2 separate regions of the Macaca mulatta genome follow, and region 1 is linked to region 2. A link is a contact called in public Hi-C data. All regions are on one chromosome and are shown on one strand. The core of a region is the stretch at or near the end of the contact, and the rest is flanking DNA. Distances in the headings are between cores, read along the strand shown.

The links. A called contact is a pair of places that touch in the nucleus more often than the background predicts.
Region 1: a contact with region 2 is called in a Hi-C map of fetal cortical plate, with 5 times the contacts expected there. The contact joins two enhancer-like sites. A contact is called at or near these places in 3 of 14 Hi-C or Micro-C datasets (fetal cortical plate, fibroblasts and sperm).

The regions. Positions count from the first base shown.
Region 1 is chr5:64,866,701-64,870,385 of T2T-MMU8v2.0, reverse strand. All of the region lies in intron 2 of LOC708989 (UDP-glucuronosyltransferase 2B18), which reads right to left. Among named protein-coding and RNA genes, the nearest start is that of UGT2B9*2, 100 kb to the right of the region's middle. Within about 2 kb of position 2,200, at least 2 of the 40 cell types and tissues checked have an H3K27ac peak or open chromatin away from gene starts, as enhancers often do.
Region 2 is chr5:64,775,238-64,779,069 of T2T-MMU8v2.0, reverse strand. It overlaps UGT2B9*2 (UDP Glucuronosyltransferase 2 family, polypeptide B9*2), which reads right to left. Exons shown (of 6, transcript NM_001033027.1): 3 at 3,404-3,535. Among named protein-coding and RNA genes, the nearest start is that of UGT2B9*2, 9.0 kb to the right of the region's middle. Within about 2 kb of position 1,374, at least 2 of the 40 cell types and tissues checked have an H3K27ac peak or open chromatin away from gene starts, as enhancers often do.

The sequences.
Region 1 (3,685 bases), core at 951-3,450, 90 kb before region 2:
TTTATGTTGTGATATTATTCATGCAAAATATATTTTTTCATCATGGCTTTTGTCCTATTTATATAGCTCAATGCACACATGTGACACTTATGTAGAAAATTGTGTATACATTTTCCTCCTGCAAAAACTTGTCATCTTGTCACATTTATCATTTTCTAACTCCCTTTATTTGTATTATGGTTGACAGTGTAATTGAATATTTCATTGATAAAATTATTGTAATGCTATTGTATGTGCATAGTATAAGTTTTTAATCATTCCTTCATTTAAGATGTTGGACTACTTCCAATGTTAATTTTATGCATATTTTCCATAATGCTGAATAGGTACACCTTGATTAATTTTTTTCTCTGTATGATTTCATATGAATATATTATAAAACTCATAGCAAATTTCATCTTTTAAAACACTTGATACATTTTGTCAAGTGTCTTATTCTCTTATATAGAAATTATCTGAGAATCTAATATTTAATTGAAATGAAAGCAACCTGGATTAGCAATTATTTTACAAAATAAACAAAGAACTGGTTTCACAACCACTGACTTGCATTCAAATCTTTCTGCAAGTTAGTAACAACAGCTAATAGTAGTAATTATCACTATTGTACTACTAGCCCTCCTTTTTCTTGTCCTTCTACAAGTCCTACTCTCTTCCCCTTCCTACTGACACTATCGGTTTCCCTTAGTGTGAGTGGGAAAATCTTTCAAGAGTAGGGCAGGGTGGCATAGATTTTTCATTAGTCTTACCTCAGCTTTTGTCTCTTGAGAAAGTTATCATATAAAGCCCATGCAATTTGCATTCAACATAGATACTGAGTTTTAACAATGGAATAAAATCTCAGTTTTATGTACACAAAAATGGTCTTTTAAGAGATTACTTAATAATGTAATAAAGAATGCTTGCTTTGTACACATGTTTCAAAAGTGTGATATGAATTTAAAATATATGAGTTTATTGTGTTCTTTCATAAAGAATATAATCTTATATGCCGACAGAATTTTTTTGGTACTGAAACTAAGGGCACTATTCTGATACAAGTGGTATAAATTATTTGGTCTTTATTATACATGCATTGTTCATTACCTCTGTGCTTCTCTGTCAGGCAGCTATGATGTTGAGACAAGTTGCCACAGGAAACTTTAATGAGTTGCTTGTCATATGGCAAAAATCATCTGCTTTCATAGGGTATGTTTATGCTATAGTATGTAAACCTCTGGGGTCTCAACGAAGAATGATTTAAATGCTTTAGTGAGATCAAATGAACACTGAATTTGTTTGCAAATGTTAAAGGAACACATTTATATTGTTGAGAAAGTGTTTTAAGCTGCAATACTGGTGAAGATCCTTATTACCTGTGGTAGAATTTTAGAATTTCAACTAGCCCATCTTAACTGTCAAAACTGATATGTCTACTTTTAATCAAGTCCACAAGGTATCTGTCAACTATGACTTTGCAAGATAATATAATTTTGATGTACTAAACAATCTGGTTCTATTAAATGAAGAACGATATCTCAAGTGACTTGCACATGTTAAGTAATTAGTAGTGTTAGTAATAATAAAATAATAATTGCAAAATTAATGATATTTCTGAGTAACTGACTATAGGCCAGAGATAAATTACTAATATAAAACCCTCCCTCACGCAGGAAAATACACTAATATTTATACACCTTTCCCCCATCCTCCCCCTATCTCTTAACCCTAATATTATGCTATCTTGTAAATATAGTTTAACCAAACATTAGATTATGAATCTAACTATAGAAGCCTACTACTTCTTATTTACTGCGAAAGTTCGCAGAAATTGCTAATTCATGCCCCCATGTTTAACAACATGGCTCGCTTAACTTTTAAAGGATGAAAGTTATCCATTGGTCTTAGGAACCAAAAATATTGGTGCAACTCCAAATAAAAGTAATAACCATGTATACCTCCATTACCATAATAACCTTGACCTCCTTAATTTCCCCTGTCCTCATTACCTTTATCAACCCTAGCAAAAAAAAACCTATACCCATACTATGTAAAAATAATTATTATATCCACCTTCATGATCAGCCTTCTCCCTACAACAATATTTATACGCCTAGACCAAGAAACCATCATCTCAAATTGATGTTGAACAACAATTCAAACACTAGAGCTGTCACTAAGTTTTAAACTAGACTACTTTTCCATAATGTTTACTCCAATTGCACTATTCATCACTTGATCCATCATAGAATTCTCACTATGATACATAAACTCAGACCCCAAAATTAATCAATTTTTAAAATACCTACTCATTTTTCTCACCACTATACTAATTCTAGTTACTGCCAACAATATCTTCCAACTCTTTATTGAATGAGAAGGTGTAGGAATTATATCCTTCCTTCCAATCAGCTGATGATATGCCCAAACAGACGCTAACACTGCGACCATCCAAGCAATCTTATATAACCACATCGGCGATATTGGCATCATCCTAACCCTAGCCTGATTCCTCTTACACTACAACTCATGAGACCCTCAACAAATACTTATCCTAGACTCCAATTCAAATTTCCTCCCACTAATAGGCCTCCTCTTAGCAGCAACAGGAAAATCAGCCCGACTCGGTCTCCACCCCTGACTTCCCTCTGCTATAGAAAGTCCAACCCCGGTCTCAGCTCTACTCCACTCCAGCACTATGGTTGTAGCCAGAATCTTCCTACTCATCCACTTTCACCCCTTAGTAGAAAGCAACACAACAATTCAAAGTCTCACACTATGCGTGGGAGCCATTACCACCCTAATCACAGCAATCTGTGCCCTAACACAAAATGATATCAAAAACATTGCAGCCTTCTCCACCTCAAGTCAACTAGGCCTAATAATAGTTGCTATTGGCATTAATCAACCATATCTAGCATTCCTACATATCTGCACTCATGCTTTCTTCAAAGCCATACTATTTATAAGCTCCAGATCTATTATTCATAACCTCAACAATGAACAAGATATTTGAAAAATAGGAGGATTATTTAAAACAATACCCCTCACCTCAACCTCCTTAATCATTGGTAATCTAGCACTTACAGGCATGCCTTTTCTCACAGGCTACTCCTCCAAAGACCTCATCATCGAAACTGCAAACACATAATATACCAACACCTGAGCCCTATCTATTACTCTCATTGCCACCTCCCTAACAAGCGCCTATAGCACCTGAATCATCCTTCTCACCCTAAAAGGACAACCCCACTTCCCAACCCTAATCAACATTAATGAAGGCATTCCTACCCTATTAAACCCAATTAAACACCTCACAATCGGCAGCATAATCGCAGGGTTGCTTATTACTAACAGTATCTCTCCCACTTCACTCCCTCATACAACAATTCCACTCTACTTAAAACTCTCAGCCCTAAACGTAACTGCCCTAGGATTCCTAGTAACCTTAGACCTTAGCCTCATAACCAACAAACTTATAATAAAAACTCCACTATACATGTTCAATTTCTCCAACATACTAGGATTTTATCCTACTACAATCCAACGCATAACCCCCCACCAAAACCTGCTTATAAGCCAAAGCCTAGCTTCTATCTTACTAGACTTAATTTGACTAGAAAAATCTATATCCAAAACAATCTTACAAACCCAGGTTGCCGCCTCCATTGTCACCACCACTCAACAAGGTATAATTAAACACTAT
Region 2 (3,832 bases), core at 125-2,624:
GGACCTATAGACAGGAACAACATACACTGCTGTGTATTGGAGGCTGGAGGGTGGGAGGGGAATGAGGATCAGGAAAAATAATTAACTGATATTAGCCTGAATATCTGGGTGACGAAATGATCAGTACAATAAACCCCCATGACACAAGTTTACCTATGTAAAAAAAACTGTACACGTACCCTTGAACTTAAAATAAAAGCTAAAAATAAAAGTGCAGCACACCAAGTCTTTGCTATTGTGAATAGTGCTGCAATAAACATACGTGTGCATGTGTCTTTGTAGCAGCATAATTTGTAGTCCTTTGGGTATATACCCAGTAATGGGATGGCTGGGTCATATGGTACATCTAGTTCTAGATCCTTGAGGAATCGCCATACTGTTTTCCATAATGGTTGAACTAGTTTACAATCCCACCAACAGTGTAAAAGTGTTCCTATTTCTCCACATCCTCTCCAGCACCTGTTGTTTCCTGACTTTTTAATGATCGCCATTCTAACTGGTGTGAGATGGTATCTCATTGTGGTTTTGCCCTACAACTTAAAGTATAATAATAATAAATAAATTTAAAAAAAAAATGCAGCACACCAACATGGCACAAGTATACATATGTAACAAACCTGCACGTTATGCACATGTACCCTAGAACTTAAAGTATAATAATAATAAATAAATTAAAAAAAAATAAAAATAAAAAATAAAAATAAAAATATTCTAAGAAATGTATAAAAATTTTAACTATTCATTATAATTCTAGTGTAAAAAACTAATTTCATAATGACCTGCGTGCTTCTTTTCTTTTATGTATTTTATATTAGTTTTCATTTTCCAAATTTAATTTGAATGTATTCATTTCTTTTTGAGTAATTTGACAAGTTCACACGTACTTGCTTGTGTGTAGGTTATAATGTTAGAGCCTGTTGTCCCTTGATTGACAAAATAGCAAGAACATAAATAAGCTACTTATAAGAAAGAGATTAATGCTGCAAGGGTAGTATGCATAACTTCATTGGAATTATAAATTATCAAGCACTACTTCCAAAATAAATTTCAAGTGACCATTTTTGACACAAATTTAGAGTATTATCAGTGTTTCTAACTTTGGATACTTTTTGGCATAGAAATGAGGAACCTGTTGGTATCATGAATAAAAATACAGCTGTTGAATAAACTCAAAATTGTAGTTTGCTGAATTTGGTCAACTGATTATTAACACTGAGACAACGTGCTACAAAGCTTTGACAACAGTGATTAATATGTTCTGCTATAGCCAAGACATTTTATGTTTAAGTTACTAATTTTGAAACTGTGTGGGTACTTGGACAAGTTGTCTGTCAGCCTAGGCTGTTCTTTCTCTAAATAGTACCCTGAACATTACTCAGATACACCTCTTCAAAAATGTACAGGAAGTACAAAAGGCTGGATTACACAGCAAGCCTAAACTGCATGATGTATGTGAGACTTTTTGAAATACCTGCTATTGTTATTGTGCTAGTGAAGTTACCTATTAAAATGTAACCTTTTCTGATAACACCAGTAGTGTGTACAGTGTCCTCAGGAATTCTTAAACGAAAGGGTCAAATGACAGGGGGAGAATTTGGTGGTATCTCTTACCTGACCCCAATATCATGGTAATACCAAAACTTCACCTACATTTCTTGAATAAATTTATTCCTGATTATGCTATTAATGCCAAATTTATTATCAATGAACAACAACCTCTGTATTATTTTAGCATTGTTCATGTATATTTTTGATTTTGAACTAATATCTGAGATAATTAGTGCTTACTCAACAGCTAAATTTTTAGTCAGGATGTTTCTTTTTTAATTTTTCATATCCATAAAGTTTATTTTAAAAATGTATAAAAGTAACTATATGGGAATATTTATTAATATACTTAAAAAGTTTGTTCCATAAGTTGAAGTAAATTACATTAGCAATATCTTCCAAACTCCATCTTTACAAAAATAAAACTTCTAGATCCTGAAATGTACTACAGTGGAGTCTATAGTTTAAATTTTTTTTTTTTTTTTTTTTTTTTTTTTTTTTTTTTGAGATGGAGTCTCACCCTGTTGACCAGGCTGGAGTGCAATGGTGCAATCTTGGCTCACTGCAACCTCTGCCTCCTGGCTTCAGGTGATTCTCCTGCCCTAACCTCCCAAGTAGCTGCGATCACAAGTGCATGCCAACATGCCTGGGTCACTTTTTGTATCTTTAGAAGAGATGGGGTTACACCATGTTGGCCAAATTGGTCTCGAACTCCTGACCTCGTGATCCGCCCACCTTGGTCTCCCAAAGCGCTGGGATTACCAGCGTGAGCTACTATGTCTGGCCTATAGTTTACACTTTTAATCACAGGATTGGAATTCATTTTCCTTACTCCCCTGCTCCCCACATGTGGCAGTTATTATTCCTAAATTAACGACATTCAATCGTGTTATACTACCACAGATCTTTAAATAAAGTATATACCGCATAATTACTAACAGAGGCAATCTTCTCCACTTGTCAAGTATTTTATATAAGCATCTGACTTAAAGTGCAAATAGAAATATTACATTCCATAATAGTAAACATTCACCAAGAGCTTCCAGAGTACGATAAGTAATAGAGATGGCCCAAGAATCAGTCAAGTGTTCTTCACTCATTGGATACTGCTGAGATTAGGAAAACTGTTCTGAAGAAAATGATCATAAGTCTTACTTGTATTTCTACAAGGAAACAGTTCTGGATACACATTTTTTTATGAAAACACCTGAAAGTCATTCTAAAGACTATATTAAGCACCATTTTCACTTGCCTGAAATATATTGAGTTAAATTCAGCACTATGTATGAGTGTTAATATCAGAAATTAAAAATAACTCTGGGTCTGAGGTTGCCTTTGGTGGATACATATGGAGCAGTGAGTTCCCACTGATGCTAATAGAAACCACTTGTGCATACCAAGGGTAGGAACTCCCCCAGGGCCACATGCAACCTCTAAGTCTGAGGCACAACTATGACTTCTGTCGGTGGATGCTATACAAGCATATTTAAGGCTATATTTGGCTATAAAGAGTTCAATCTACTCTTTAATATTCTTTCCATGTAGATCACATACACAATTCAAAATTTTATGGGACAGGAGGTGAAAAGTCTCCAAACACTTTTTTAATACCTTTCTCCATACAATTTATTGTCCGCATATTTACATAGGGGAATGTTCATACTTAAAAACATTTTTTTTTTAAATGCAACCACAATTTTCAAACTTATCACTGTTTCTCCAGGAATATCCTTGTTCTAATTTTTCAACTTTTGGCCAACTTCACAGTTGTTAGAAGTTTCTATAATTGGATTACTTACAAACTTTAGCAGCCTCTTTCAGTAGTTTTCCACACCAGTAAGACACTTCATCTTACCTTTTGTGGGATCTGGGCAAGGGCTGATGCAATTACGTTGGCCCTTTCTTCTTCCATGTTAGTGACCATTGACCCCAGAGAAAACACCACAATACCATTTTCTCCAGAGCTCTGTACAAACTCTTCCATTTCCTGTGAAAAAAGAATTTGTTTCATCACAAAAGAGTAACAGCACAGCAGGCCCTACTGAAAGAATTGGGACAAATTACTAAAGAGAGAAAATCAGGTATTTTGAGTAATCATTGGAGTAAATAATATTTTCTAACTGACTCAATCACTCAGGGTTTTTGCAATTAGATACAAAATGTGAGATAGGTAGATGCTGCTAAGGATATTTGTGTAACTATGTGTGTATGTGTATGTATTTGTGTGCATGTGTGTAAGGGAGAAAAGAAATGGAGCTATTACATTGTAGTCAGGGAGATAATG